Regions from separate parts of the Sus scrofa genome. Here region 1 is linked to region 2. A link is a contact called in public Hi-C data. All regions are on one chromosome and are shown on one strand. Each heading gives the region's core, a stretch centred on a gene start, on an enhancer-like site or on the middle of the called end of the contact. The rest is flanking DNA. Distances are from core to core; before and after follow the strand shown. Region 1 holds the start of TANGO2 (transport and Golgi organization protein 2 homolog). Region 2 holds the start of UFD1 (ubiquitin fusion degradation protein 1 homolog).

Region 1 (7,328 bases), core at 974-3,473, 310 kb after region 2:
ATTCAGAGCTAGACAGACACAGCCAATCAACTGGAATTGGCACTGGAATTGTCACCAGCATTGGATGTGACAACCATTGGCATCCTGGCACAGGGATGTTGCTGGAAGCTCTGGGTGGGCAGAGTGAAGAGTCCCTCTCTAGAACACAAGGGCCCTTTCCTATATTTAGGGGTGGATTTGATTAGCCTTGTGATCTCTCCAGGGGCACTGGGCCCTTGTCCTCCTGCAGCCCCTCCTCTCTCAATGATCTTGTGGGTCCAGCACCACCCCTTCCCTACCACTTGCTGATGGTGGCAAGAGGGGTTGGACAGACCTCTGCTGAGAGAGCAGAGGGGAAAATTGTGCACCAAAATCAGCCCAAGTGAGGACTCCGTCCTTTTCCCTCATCCCCACCCCCCTCATCCCCACCTCCCTCATCCCCACCCCCCTCTTTTTACTGTGTTCCAGAGGTCTGTCTGCTCCCAAGCTGGATCACCAGCTGCATACAGGGGATCAGGGTGGGCAGTGCCAGTTCCAAGAGGACTCAGGGCCCTTGTTTGGCAGTGGACCCACCATGACCCAGGCTGCAAATGGGGGTTGGGAACAGTCAGAAGGCAGGGCAAATGGCCTCTACCCCTAGCGCACTGCCACAGGGACCAGTAGCCCAGTCTTCTCCCTCTCTCCCATTCTCTCTATCTGGCTTCTGGCCATCTCTGTAGGGACATCCCTTGGGCACATGAGGAAAGCTGCCAGAAGAAAAAGTTCTCAGGAATAACTCCCCAACAGTTGCAGATGTTCAGAGATCAAAAGGGTGACCACACAAGGTGATGAGCTCCCCATGTAAGGATGTATATAGAGGTGGCATAGCAGTAAACTCCTTGCAGCCCTGTGACCCCCACCTTAACCTGTCTCATTGGCCCATGGCAGAGTGGGATTTAAACCTCTATCCTACCCATGCATGACTGCATCCCTTTTGCAGGTAATGGGAAAGCACTGCTCAGCAGGGATTGGCCAGTCTGTGTCCCACCCCTCTAAGGCGTGTGACCCATGGTTTGGGGCACCACTCTACAGCTTCTGCTCCATCCCCAGGGCATGGTGACTTGCTTCCAAGCCCCAGGTCCTGCTTATCCAACACCACCTCCTCTTGGCTGGACCACATGATCCAGCTGCCAGGAGGGAAATCACTGGCACCCACCCAGCATGATTCTGTTGCCAGATGGCTCGAGGGAGAACTGTGTGTCTTGTTGGGTTTGCTGCCTGTTGGCCTTGAGTCCTTGAGAATTGGGAGTCCTTGGCTTCCCTGCCTGCAAAGGGCTTCTGTTGAGTTCTAGGAGGAACACAGATGAGATGGTGAAAGAGTGGGGTGCCATGAGGCTTTGGGGACATCATGCAGGTTTGGGTTAGACTCTTGCCTGTGCTTACTAGCCAGGCCTTTGCCCTCTCTGAGCACCAGTTTTCACAGGGTGTCAGCGCTCCAAGTCAGGATCAGGGCACCTATGTCCTCAACACAGGGCTGTGGAGCTAATCCAGCCAATGCCACTTGCCTCCTTTACTTTTGATTTCAAACAGGTGACATACATAACTGCTCTGAGCCTCCATGTTTGCATCTGTAAAATGGGATAAATGAGAGTTGTGTCTTGGAACAATGGGTTTAGAACACTTAGCACATTGTTATTAAATATAATTGTCATCTCTGTCATAGTTTGCTGAGGGCCCACTTTGGAGCAAGCCCTGCACTCAGGCCCCAGACATAGCCCAGCGGCCAATATGAGCTGGGAGCCCAGTGATTGACCATCTTGTTGCCAAGGCCCCAATCAGCGCTCCTCCCCTGCCTCTTGCTCATTTGCAACCCGGTGCAAATCAGGCCAGCAGCTCCTGCAGAACAGGCCCGAGGTGGGTTAAAGGCTGCGGTGGCCGATCCAGGGTCTGTCCTGAGGGGGCAGGGATGTCGGAGGTCGAGGTTGCAGTGAGAAAGATGGCCAGTCCAGGAGGCACGGACTGAGCGGACGGGGTGTGTCCGAATGTAAGCATCCCTACAGAACCTTCATCAAGAGCCGGGGCTAGCTTCCAGAGCCGCGGGGGTCACGAGGCGCAGCCCGAAGGTTGGCGCAACCTCGGGGGCGGGGCGCCGGGAGGTGCAGCCGGGAGCGACGGCGCGCTCAGCCAAAGGTAACCGGCCTCGCGGGGCGAGGCCCCGCCTCTCCTCGTTTAGCCCAATGGTGAGCGCGCAGACGGTGGGGGGCGGGGCCTGAGCGTGGCGGCAGCGCGCGGGCGCGGTACCCGGAAGTCCGCGGCGGCGGCGGCGGCGGCGGAGGTGGTGAGTAGTCGGCTGGCGGCGGACTGCGTTTCCCGCTTGGCTCGGGTCTCGGACTCTGGGCTTGGGGCACCGACTTGAGGCTTGTTGGGGCGCGGACTGGGGGCTCGGGGCGCCGACTTGGTGCTTGGGTTGCGGACTCTGGGCGTGGGGCTCGAACGCGCGGGGCGGACTCGGGTAGCGGCCGCCCCTCCCGTCCTGCCTCAGTTTCCCCTTCTTGAGGCGGAGAATGCAAGTACAGCGGCCGGTCCCTGGAGGCCAAGCTGACCCCTGCCGACGAAGCGTCCCTAGCGTTCCCGGAAGGCGTTTCCAGTGGCCCCGCCGGGATGGGGCGCGGGCCCCGCAGTCAGGGCCGGTGTTCCTCAGGGAGGCAGACTGGAGGTCCGGGAGCTGCCAGGTCGTTGCAGAGTGAGAGTGGGTGGGCAACGCGTCTCTTGGCCCCAGAACCCTGAGTCACGATGCTCCCTCCCTCTGCTGCGGGTAACAGCTGATGTCTATCTGAGGAGGCAGCAAGTGCCAGGTCATCCATTCGCCTGGACAAGGCCTTCCCTCGGTGGCCAGGCCTCCCCCCGCAGGGCATTAGGGGAGGAGGCTGGGCGGGGTTGCACACAGGGCAAGGCCTTGCAACCACTGGTCTTTAAGACCCTTTCTCACTCCAGCAATTCCCACGCCTCCTTCTGGGCCATAGCTTTGGCCTGGGCCTTCTGTCCCTGAGCTGGTCCCTGAGCCCCAGGCCCTTGTCTGTCCTCCACTGAGAATGTCATATGGTCAGCCAGGCCTACCCTGTCCTCCTGCTGCAGACCTGCCCACTGATGTTTTGCTGTTGCTGTTTCCATGCCGCAGCTGTTAGGGGCGCCTGCAGCTGGTGGCTCTTGGGAAGTGCTTTCTCCTGCTTGTTCCTCTGTCCTCTGGGCAGGCTTTTGGGGCAAGTGTTTGTTGGCTAGACACCATTCACAGTTGAAGAAAACTCAGTCTGAGGGGCAAATCGTGTTCCCAAGATCACTCAGAGCCAGGGCTGGTCCTCCCCTCCTGAGCCCCTCTCCCAAGAACCTTTTTGTAGCAGGTATCCTGTCGGATGGGTGGGGGCACTGGAGAGGGTGGCTGTGTTGGTCGGTGGACACAACAGAGCCTCTGTACCCTGTTCCCAGGGCTCCCAGTGGGCAGAGAATGTTGCCCTGGTGCTCCCACCCCCTTGGGCCCCTGACGATTCACTTCAAAAGCACAGGTCCCCCAGTTCTGGGGCTTTGTATTACTAGTCCAGAAAAAGCAAATGCAGACCACTGACTGTCAGCTCTGCCCTATTGCCCAGCCCCTGAGCTGTTCTTACCACCTCATGCTTCCTTTGTGTCCTCTTTTGTGGCCTGTCACTTTGATCATGTTTTACCCTGGGTGTAATTATGCTCCATGTCCTGGAGTCTTACCTCTGTGCTGGCTGCTGCTCTAGAGGTCACCTCCTGGTTCCTGCTCACCCACCCGTGGGTGCTGCTTCTGAAGATGTGAGTGGCACAGGGCAGGGAGGCTGGGTGGACTGCTGCAAGCAGGCCCTTGCTTGTCACTGACACCCCGGATGTGTGAGGTGAGGACTGGGTATGGTAGCACATCAGCCAGTGTGAGAAGATAGTTTGTGGGTCTGGACCTTGGTTTGGTGATCTGCTCTGTGAGAATAAAGCCCCCTCCCCCGCCAAACCACTGAGTTCCCTTTTCAGGGTATTCATGTAGATTTTTTTCCCCCTTAACTTTCTTTTTTAGGTTACAAAAACAGTGAATACACATTTAAAACTAAAAGGAACAGCCCCACCTCCTGGTGTTGGCTGGTATTCCTGAGGACCATGCCGGCTGTGAATAAGCACTTGCTTCCGTTCTCTTTTGAGGGGCTGGTTGGCCCCCTTCCTCCGGGCTGGCCCCTGGCTTATGGGGAAGCCATGTTCCTGCCAGGAGGGGCCAAGGCGCGAGGCAGGCCAGGGGCCGGGGCTCTCGGCAGCTCTCTCTGCCCGGCATTTGTTTGCCCTTGTGATACTTGCTGTGAGGTTGAATTAGTGTTTCTAAAGGAACTCGATCTCAGGAAAGAGTGTTGCTGTAGGAAATGTGGTGAAATGCCACTTATCACCCAAAACGACAACGTGCAGATTGTGGATTTAGCCCTCAGTCATGGGTGGGAGGAGGGTGGGGCATTGGGGTCCAGCTACTCTGAACGGTTGGGATGATTAGGATGCCTGGGCTTTCTCAGGCAGGCTGGGAACAGCAACTCTGTGTTCCCATGTGTTTACCTCCTCTGCTGGCAGCCACTGGGGGGACATCATGCGTCACATGGAAAGAGCAGCTCCTGCTTTGGAGACTGGCTACAGGGGCTGCCACAGCAGGGGACAGTGACAGTGGGGTGTGGGGAGGTGAGGTGCCTGGGCTCCTGGATGTAAGATCAGATGGACAGTGGCTAGCCTTGATGGCGCACCCCACATTTGCCGTGCTGGGCTCGGTCCCCCTCTGCCCCAGCCCTGAGGGGCAGCCTGGAGGAGGATACTGATTTGCCAGGATGTGGAGCCTCACTTTGCCTGCATCCCTGCCATTCCTGCTGTCTGACCAGCATGTCCCCTGTGCCCGGGTGCGCCGTTTGGCTTTTCAGTGGACAAAGGGGAGCATGCCCCGAGGGCAAGGCCCCCACCTCACAGTCAGGTGGTTCCCTGAGTGGGTTGTCCTTGCTCTGGGCTGTGCTCTACCCTGTTTGGAGGAGCTCTGACCCAGGGCTGGACCGGTTCTTGTCCAGTCTCCTGTGAATCGCTTTTCCTCTGGCCTCTCCTGCCACCTGTCCCCCCCCCCCCAAATATCTCCCAGCCACAGGGAAGGAGGGCAGGCTCTGCCCACTTTGTTCTTATGGGCAGCTTTCTGGGTGGACAGTCCAGTTTTCTCAACATAAACCTTGTTGACTGGAAGGTGCACCTTTTGAACGTCCAACTCCATGGATGGTGCAAATGAGCCGGGCCACGCAGCTACCATCCTTATCAGGGCGTGGACACCAGCACCCAGATGTCTCATCGTGGGTCCCCATTTCCCCTGGCCAGGTGGCCTGCCCTGACTTCTGTCCCCACACCGGAGCCTTGCTTTTTCCTCACCTTGTGCAGGCTCGAGTGATGTGCTCTTGTGGGCGGGGCCCCCACTCTGCTCCACACTGCTTGGACAGGCGGACTCCACTGTGGACACACACCAGATCGGTCAGTTTCACAGGCTTCCACGAAAAGCCAGTAGAGGGACTTGCCCTGCAGACACCTGTGTTGGAGTCCAGGGTCCAAGGTGCTGCGTGACGGGCATTCAGTGGATGGCTGACTCACGAATGATGAGAAGCATTGGGTCCGTGCCTCATGTCCGCCACTTGGGCAGACCCTGCCCATATCTGGGAGCTAAGCCAAAATGCAGCCCTACATGAAAGTCAAGAGAAAGGGACTCTTGCTTTGGGATGAGGCGGGCGAATGCTGCACAGTGAAGATAGGAAAACTTGTTGCAAAGAACAGACTCACCTCATCTGCCTGCTGGTTCTTCCCTGCCAGGCTGGTGGTGATAAAGAGGGGACCTCTTTGAGGTCATCTGCCTGCTTGTTCTTTCCTGCCAGGCTGGTAGTGACAAAGAGGGGACCTCCTTGAGGTCACCTGCCTGCACCCCCACCCCCCGTCTCTGCTCCAGGCTCCAGGCCAGGGAAGCAGATTCTCGCCAGTGGTCTGCGGGCCTTGTCCCTACACGGCCCTCACCTGAGCCACTGCCATCTTCACCACATCACTTGGTGTGTGGCCCTGACCAGGTTTTGGCCAGGCCTGTTTCTGTTTCTTCTCATAAAAAAGGCCCTTGTTGGATGCCACATGGAGTGAAGTTTGGGGCTCCACTCAGCTGAAGAACTGTGTCCTTCTGAAGAAAGAGCCTGCCCTCCCACGGGGCTATTAGGAACCACTGTTGGTTGGTTCCCCTGAGAGGCAAGAGAGGAGGGAGGCCCTGGCTAGACAGGGGCTCTTTCAGAGGCAGCCTCAGGGCAGTGCAGCAGAGCATCTGGAGTGTGATCCACAGGTGGGCTGTGAGCTCCTGGAGAGCTCACAACCAGCACCATGTGCTTCTGGCCTCACAGATCCAGCCAGGCTCAGGTGTGTGGGAGGGTCGCCCGCGGTTGCCTTGGGTCCAGCCAGGCTGCAGGTAGGGGACTAGCAGGTGCACACTGAGACCTCTGGGGCTGCCCAGGGGCCACTGTGCTTCCCTGGCTGTTTCTAGGCAGGTTGAGCCCAGGTAGAGGGACCAGTGAGTGGCCGTCGGGCATGTGTGAGGTGTGGGTGTGCCTCCTCTCTGTGTACCTGCCTGGGGACCTGAATTGCAATCCCTGGGCTGGGGACCTTTGTCACAGTTTCAGTCCATGCTGGTCTCCGTCAGAGAGAACATACTAGAGTTGCAGCCATCCTGCTTAGCTGGACTTCATGCTGGTCCCTGTTTGTCCTGAAAGAGTCCTGGGTAGTTTGTTGAAACAGCTGTCACTTGGCCGAGCTCACAGAGGACAGCTCTTATATGAATGTTGGAAGTGACGAGGTGGCCTGTTTGTGTGCACCAGAGTGTCCCTGCAGCCCTGGATGTGATGCCCTGAGGGAGCCATGTGCAGACGCTGTAGGATCAGAGCTGGAGAGGTGGTGACGCTGGGGTATCCCTGCTGGAGAGCAGCCCCCTGCTCTCTTCTATAGGACAGTCCAGTCCACAGCAAGCACCCCTTGGGGGCCTCACAATGAGCACGAAATGACATGCCCCCCTCCCACCCTCAGGGGTGACAGACAGTTTCTCTCCTCCCCCCAGCTCAGGAGCCCGCTACCAGGCCATGCAGGCATCTCATGCTCTTGTCAGGATGGTGTGGCCCCTTGAGCTAATGCCCACAGGCTGCTCCTCCTGTACTTAGGCTGCCGTCTGGGATCTTCCTTCCCTGCAGGCCTGGGTGCACCCTTGTGAGCATGGCGGTCATAAGGCAATGCGATACAGGTGGGCACAGTAGTGACTGCTGCCCCACTACTGGCCACCCAGG
Region 2 (7,289 bases), core at 3,004-5,503:
TGCCTGTGGGGCCCTAAAAAGACCAAAAAAAAAAAAGAAAGAAAGAGAAAGAAAGAAAAGACCTCCAAGACTCAAAAGGACTGTGGTTGGGGCTCTGGGTCCAGTTGTAAGGTCTCTGAGATGCTCCCATGGGATGAGTGGTCGGGGAAGGAGAGAAAAGCGTGGCTAAGCTCATAAGTCCTGGGCCTTTCCCACTCCTGGTTAAGAGGCAGGATGCAGTGAGGGGAGCAGCTTATGGGGTGGAAGGGTTAGACCTACAGCTGGATCTGAGGGAAGAGGCTTGGGGAGGTGAGAGGCCTGCTGCACAGCATCCTCTTGGGAGCCACTGCTATCTTTTAGGGGAAAATCCAGCGGGCCCAGCCAGCAGCATCAGCTGCACTGGGCAGCGTGAATAGCACTGCTGCTCATCCCTCCTTCAGTCCTGATAGGGTTGGGGGGAAGGGGTGGGGGGCCTCCAGAGGAGCAGACCTAGAGCTGAGCACCTGTTGGCCACCACCAGCCACCACCTCACCAGCCCAGTGGGCACCTTCCAGGGGCAATTGTCCTTCCAGCTCTACCTGCACACAGTGAGGGGCCTAGGCCCGGCACCCCCATTCACATTTCCTCAGTTCTCAAGTCATGGAGAAGTACTTACTGAGTTGGTCGAGGGCTGAAGGCGGCATAATTACTGCAGAAAGAACATTTTAGAGATGTTAAGAAAATGAACGACAGCTGAAAGAACAGGACAAAAGCCAAAGTGCACTTTCTGTTACATCTAAGTGAGAGTACTAAACAATGCTGTAGGCACGCCAGAACTTCATAGTGGTCTTTCATAAAGGATTTTATGGGCTGTGATTCACTTGGCGGCACCGAATGGCTATTGGCCATAAACCTAGTCATAACTTGGCCCCCTCCCGCCAACCCCCTGGCAAGTCTGGGGCAGGCAAAGCTTTGACTGTAACTAGTGTCTGTTCCTCATGCAGAATGAGGGCTCTGAGCACTACGGGCACTGCAGGCTGAGGGCAGGAAGGGTTACCATTCAAAATAAAAACAGCACATACTCTTCCCTCCTTTCTCCACATCTGACCTGTCATTAGGCCCGGCGAGCATGGACACAGAGAAGCAGCGGTACTGCGTGGAGAAGCGGTTCTGGAAGACCCGGGGAATTGGGTGGTCAAACATGTTGAAGGAGAACTAGAAGGAGGAAAAAGACATGTGGTTAACACAGAGCAAAGGTGCATTTCCTCCACCAACACCCAAGTAGGACACGAGAGTTGACAATGAAGAACAAGACACCCTGGAAACACCTCCCGGAGCCAGAGAACCAGAAGCTGCTTCCAGAGGCTGCCCGCCCTGTCAGTTCCACCCACCTACTCATCCCATTTTCAGATGGTCAGATCTTACTAAAAGGTAAAACTGGCCCCTTCAAGCCTGTCCTTAACCTCTTTCAGTCCCCAGTTCCCCATCCAGGCCACACCTTGCACTGGCTTTAGGGACTGGTCCTACACCTGCCCTGTCTGCACCAGGCTGTACCTCTGCTTAGAACATGTTCCCTCTCCTCTTAAATACTTATCAGTGCCCACCATCTACCAGGCTCTGACCTCTAAGCACCAGGGAGACTTCACTCTAGTGGTGTTTGCTCACCAACAAAACAGGTACAACCCCTGCCCTGGTGGGGCTGGCATTCAAGACAAGGGAACCAGGCAAAGAAAACTGCATGTCAATGTTCTGAGGACATGAGAGGGGAAGGGACAGAGAGCTTCTGGGAATGCTATTTTAAGTGGGTATCAAGAAGGAATTCGGCAGAGGCCTGAAGAAGGAGCAGGCAGAAAACAGGGAACAGTATTCCAGGCATCGAGTTGTGCACCCCTAACCCTGGCTTCTAGAACCATCTTTTTCTTTCTCCAGAACCTTCCCATCTCTGCCCAGGGTCAAAGTTCATGCCCTTCCAAAGTGCTCTCAAGTTGTACTACACCATGGCACTCCCTCCCATTCACAAGCAAAGCCAAAATTGTGGTACTGAGGCAGAATATTAACTCAGGTAGTCAGTGTAGGAGCATGGGCTTTGATTGCATTCTTTGATAGGCCAATGATTAACATTTGCGGCTTAATGGCTCCAGGGAGTAACATCTCCACAGGCCTTGTTTACTTTAGGGAGTGTACCTATGCCCAGATGGACATTAATCCCTAATCCTTTGTGACCCAGTCTGCGGAAGAAAGGGGCAAAGAAACTATGAGACTTCCACCCCTAAGACCCTGCTGGACAAAGACTAATACTGGTAATTGATCAAGGCCAATGGGAGAAAACCACATATTTCTGGACTCCACGTTGGTAACCCCCCCATCTTTAAGGGGAAAAAAACCCCTATAGGACAATAGAGAAAGGGGGCTCTTCTCCCCACTCCCAGCAGCCCTGGGAGCTATTTACTTTCCTTTAATAAAGACTTTGCTTGCTTGCTGCCTTTGTGTTGGCGGAGTTCATTCTTCAACTGCCATGAACAAGAACTTGGATTCCGGTATCGTCTTTCTGGTATCAGTACCACCACAATGCTAAGACCCCAGCTCTGAACTATAGATTATGACAAGACTCAGAAAATGTGTTGCCCAGCAACCTAGAGTCTTCTTGAAGTACTGCAATTACTGTGACATTTCAAAAAGAAAGAATATGAAATTGCACAATAGGGTATAAATCCAAAACAATGAGAAGCTGGGTCTTGAAAATATGTATTTGTACACTGACAGTCACAGGAGGGCTATTTACAAGAGCAAAGAGCTGGAAACAATCCAAACACCCATCGACAAATGAATGAAGAAAGAAAACGTGGTCCATCCATACAATGGAATATTGTTTGGCTCTAAAGAGGAAGGAAGTTCCAACATTTGCTCTAACGGTAATGAACTCTGAGGACATTCTGCTCAGTGTAATAGGCCAAACACAAAAGGACAAATACTGCGTGATTCTATTTACATGAGGTACTTAGAGTAAGTCAAATTCGCAGAGAGGAAAAAAATGGTGGTGGTGGTTGCCAGGGGCTGGGGGAAGAGGAATTGTTTAATGGGGACAGAGTTTCAATTTTTCAAGATAAAAAAGTTCTGTAGATCTACTATGCAACAATGTGAATGTACTTAACACCACTAAACTTTACACTTAAAAATGTACAAACTGGAGTTCCCGTCGTGGCTCAGTGGTTAACAAATCCAACTAGGAACCATGAGGTTGTGGGTTCAACCCCTGGCCTTGCTCAGTGGGTTAAGGATCCAGCGTTGCCGTGAGCTGTGGTGTAGGTCGCAGACGCAGCTCAGATCCCATGTTGCTGTGGCTGTGGCCTATGCCAGAGACTACAGCTCCGAACAGACCCCTGGCCTGGGAACCTCCATATGCCGCGGGAGCGGCCCTAGAAAAGACAAAAAGACAAAAAAAGGGGGGAGGAAAAAAAAAAAACAGAACTCAGTTCAACAAAATCATGGCCAGAGGCATAACAAATACACGGCGCTTCTGCTTCTGGGTGAGTGGGCGCCTCGTCACTCGAACCCCACCTCTAAGCCCTTTCTTCTGGGTGCAACACAAAAAGGACCGCGTACACAAGGTGTTGAACACCGGGTCCCAACCTGCCCTCAACCTTCCCCTTATGATCCCGACGCGGAGCGCTCAGCCCAGAGCACGAGGATACTCGCTTGTTCGGTGGACTGGGCACTGACGCACTCAGCTTAAACTCTTGACAAAGCAAACGCGCGACCCTCTGGTGACAAACAGCGGTACAGCCAGGCCTGACTTCCAAGTCTCACTCCCCCAGCCTCTACACCTCGCCCCCGCCTCCAGAGGCATCGCTGGGGCCCAGGACTGAGAGGTAAGAGGGCCAGGGGAGCCACGGGCAGCGTGGCGGCGTCGCAAGCCGGCAGGGCTCAGTTGGGGGACGGGCCCCGAGCGCCCGCGCCCTTGCCCCTCAGCCTACCAGTCCATCCAGGGCTCGTTTGAGGGAAGCCGTCACAGGTCTAGAGCCTCGAAACGGAGGGCGAAGGCGCCCGCGGAAGGCTCAGGCCGGTGAGTCGGCACCTCCTCGGCTGCACGTTCGCTCGCCGAGCTCCCGCCCCGCCCCCGGCCCCGACCCCAGCCTGCCCCGCCACTCACCATGGTGGACCCCTCGGCCTAGCAGGTGCGCTTTGCCAAAGAACGTTGCGGTGGAAGCCGACTTCTCCTCACAGCCGCCGCTACCGCCGCCGCCTCGCGCGGACATCCGGGACTCACCGGAAATACCGCACCTACACTTCCGGGAGAGGCGCGCGAGGAGGGCGCAGCTGGGTCAAGGGACAAAGGCAAAGGCGCCAGGGTACAAGGTTTCCTTGAGTGAGCGCTTAAATACCCCTTCCTTCCTAACATGTGCACTCTAGACTACCTTTCATGATTATTTTAAACTGCAGTTTGACAGTGCCCCCTCCAGAAGAGTTTGATGGGATTAACGCCCCTTCCGCTTAAGTTACCCAGAATGCACGCAGACCTCCGGCGTCTGCCGCGGCCATCCAAGACTCGGGCGGAAGTAAGACACCCTTCCGCCCTTGAACCAGGCCGCGAGCCAATTGAAATCCTAAACGGAAGCACTCTTTGATGTACACACGAATTTAATTTGCAGAGGGAAGGTTTCTTTTTTCTAGAGGTCTCAGTGAGGGGCAGTAGGCTTTTCTTCCCAAAGTAAAGATAAACACCGAGCGTCGGGTTTCCAGTTAAACGGAGTCAGCGTTAACATGCGCAACCACCAGCGCGTCCAGCCTGTGGCAGATGCCCCTTTGGGGCAGGCCGAAGTCTTCCAGCCGTGAACGGCGGAGCGCTAGTGCCCGCCCTCCAAACAGGCCAATCAGAAAGGAGAAAAGTCTGGGAGCCGAGGGTCGCTGGTTTGTCCCTGGGCCAATCGAAAGAGCCCTGATTTGGCGGGAGTCTTGACGGTTTCCGGGCTCTCGGTCCCCGCGCGCGTTCGGGCTATCCCGCCGCCGTGGCCATGTTCGTGTCCGATTTCCGCAAGGAATTCTACGAGGTGGTCCAGAGTCAGGTGATCCCTGCCTTGGGCGCCCGAGGCCTTGTCGGGGAAGGGCTGAGGGGGTGTGGCCGTGGGGGGCGGGAGGGGCCGGGATTCGTGTATAAACGCTCGGCAAACTCGCTCCCCCCCTCCCCCCCGGTAGAGGGTCCTTCTCTTCGTGGCCTCGGACGTGGACGCTCTGTGCGCTTGCAAGATCCTTCAGGTGAGGCTGCAGACCTGGCCGGCGGGCGGGGGACAGGGCAAGGGAGGGGAGGGACAGGGCAAGGGTGGGGGTCAGGGCAAGGGGAGGGGGGACAGGGCAAAGGGAGGGGGGAACAGGGCAAGGGGAGGGGCGGGGCAAGGACCCCCTCCTGGGCGAGAGCTCGGCCTGGGGCGAGGGCTCTTCCCTGGCGGGACAGTGTTGGGTGGGTTAGAGGAGAACTAAGCAGAAAGCAAGGAGACTAGTTAGTGTGTCTGCAGTAACCTAGGCTGCATCGGGGAGACCTGAGACCCGTAGCGGCTTCTTTCTGTGGGGTTTGAGGCAGAGGGCTGCGGGCACCCTGGTGTCATAAGCAGTCCCGGAGATGACGATTCTTGTTAGAAAAGGTCGCTGCACAGAGTGTAGTGTTTCCATGAACTTCGATTAGGCCCTTGGGTCAGGATCCGCTCAGAAAACCTAGGTCAGCTTTCCAACCGTGTTTTCCTTTAGTGGTTTTCAGCGAAGTTGACAGAATGGTACAGTGAACATTTGTGTGCCCATCATCAACATTTTACTAACCTTACTTTATCAGGTGTTTTTATCTTTCAACTCTTTTTTTTTTAAGTGCATTTCAAGGTAGATTGCAGACATCCTAATAGGTTTTGAAAATACTCTTTCTCCAGGCCCTGTTCCAGTGTGACCACGTGCCATATACGCTGGTTCCAGTTTCTGGGTGGCAAGAACTTGAAACTGCATTTCTTGAGCATAAAGAGCAGGTATGAGAGATGCATTTGAGAATAGTAGGCTTCTTTAGGGAGTTCCCTTCGTGGCTCAACAGTTAACAAACCCGAGGATGTGGGTTCGATCCCTGGCCTAGCTCAGTGGGTTAAGGATCCGGTGTTGCCGTGAGCTGTGGTGTAGGTCACAGACATGGCTTGGATCTGGCATTGCTCTGGCTGTGGTGTAGGCTGGCAGCCGTAGCTTTCATTCAACCCCCAGCCCAGGAACCTCCATATGCCGCAGGAATGGCCCTAAAAAGCAAAAAAAAAAAAAAAGAGAGAGAGAGAGAATGGTAGGCTTTTTAAAACTCAACTACAACTTCTTAGCACTGAGCATTCTATTTCTCTAATGTGTTGTGTATATTTTTTACTAGAAATTTGATTAGGCCCTATGGAAAAGTGAGCTATATGTCTGGGTGACTTGACTTATCCTCAAATTGTGGAGACAAAGTCAACAACGAAAAAGAGATAATGAATGTGGAGGGCTTCTAACTTTGATTAGAAGACACATTTCATTGTAAGGTGTTTGGAATTTGGCAGGTTGATTTGATAAGGCCTAGTTAAAATTATTTTAGATTAGGGAGTTCCCACTGTGGCTCAGTGGTAATGAATCTGACTAGTATCTATGAGAACTCAGGTTTGATCCCTGGCCCTGCTCAGTGGGTTAAAAATCTGGCGTTGCTGTGAGCTGTGGTATAGGTTGCAGATGCAGCTCAGATCTGGTGTGTCTGTGGCATAGGTCAGAAGCTGCAGCTCTGATTCAAACCCTAGCCTGGGAGATTCTATCTGCCACAAGTACGGCCCTAAAAAAGACAAAAAACAAACAAAAAAATTATTTTAGACTAGAGTACTGTTTTACGTTTATCTTTCTAAGAAGATGAATCCCAGTTTCCAGGTGGGAATCTAGGAACATAACTTTTCCCTTGCAGTGTAAGCAGTAAAGGCTGGGACTCCTCCCACCTCTGCATGGGGCCATGATGAGAGCGGGCACGTCTCCGACCTCACAACCCCCCCCCCCCCCCGCTGCCCAAGGAGGGGCTGGAGTGTGCATGAGGGTCACTGGAGTTTCTGGCCAAGATACATCCTCACCTGGAGCGCCTATCATCGCAGGAGGGAACTCTACCAACTCAGCATTACAAGGAAAGGACTTTTTATAGTGACAGGATGTAATAAAAGGCTTAGCTTAATATTTAGGTGCTTGTTAGTTGTGGGCTATGCAAGGATTGCTAGCAATTTAAGCCTATACAACACAATTAGCACGGAGAAGCAGTTCATCACAATAGAGTGTCAGGTCAGGAGAGGCCCGGTTACACATATGACCTC

The links. A called contact is a pair of places that touch in the nucleus more often than the background predicts.
Region 1: a Hi-C map of embryonic fibroblasts shows a contact between it and region 2, with 2.2 times the contacts expected there. The contact joins the promoter of TANGO2 here to the promoter of UFD1 in region 2. A contact is called at or near these places in 1 of 47 Hi-C or Micro-C datasets (embryonic fibroblasts) and 1 of 2 datasets of contacts at active chromatin or transcription factors (alveolar macrophages).

Annotation. Positions count from the first base shown.
Region 1 is chr14:51,441,374-51,448,701 of Sscrofa11.1, forward strand. TANGO2 (transport and Golgi organization protein 2 homolog) reads left to right here and starts at 2,224. Exons shown (of 9, transcript XM_001929644.5): 1 at 2,224-2,296.
Region 2 is chr14:51,128,567-51,135,855 of Sscrofa11.1, forward strand. UFD1 (ubiquitin fusion degradation protein 1 homolog) reads right to left here and starts at 4,254. Exons shown (of 12, transcript XM_001929622.7): 1 at 4,109-4,254; 2 at 1,067-1,173; 3 at 635-667. The coding sequence starts at 1,073. CDC45 (cell division control protein 45 homolog) reads left to right here and starts at 4,545. Exons shown (of 17, transcript XR_002338936.1): 1 at 4,545-5,021; 2 at 5,152-5,211; 3 at 5,871-5,963.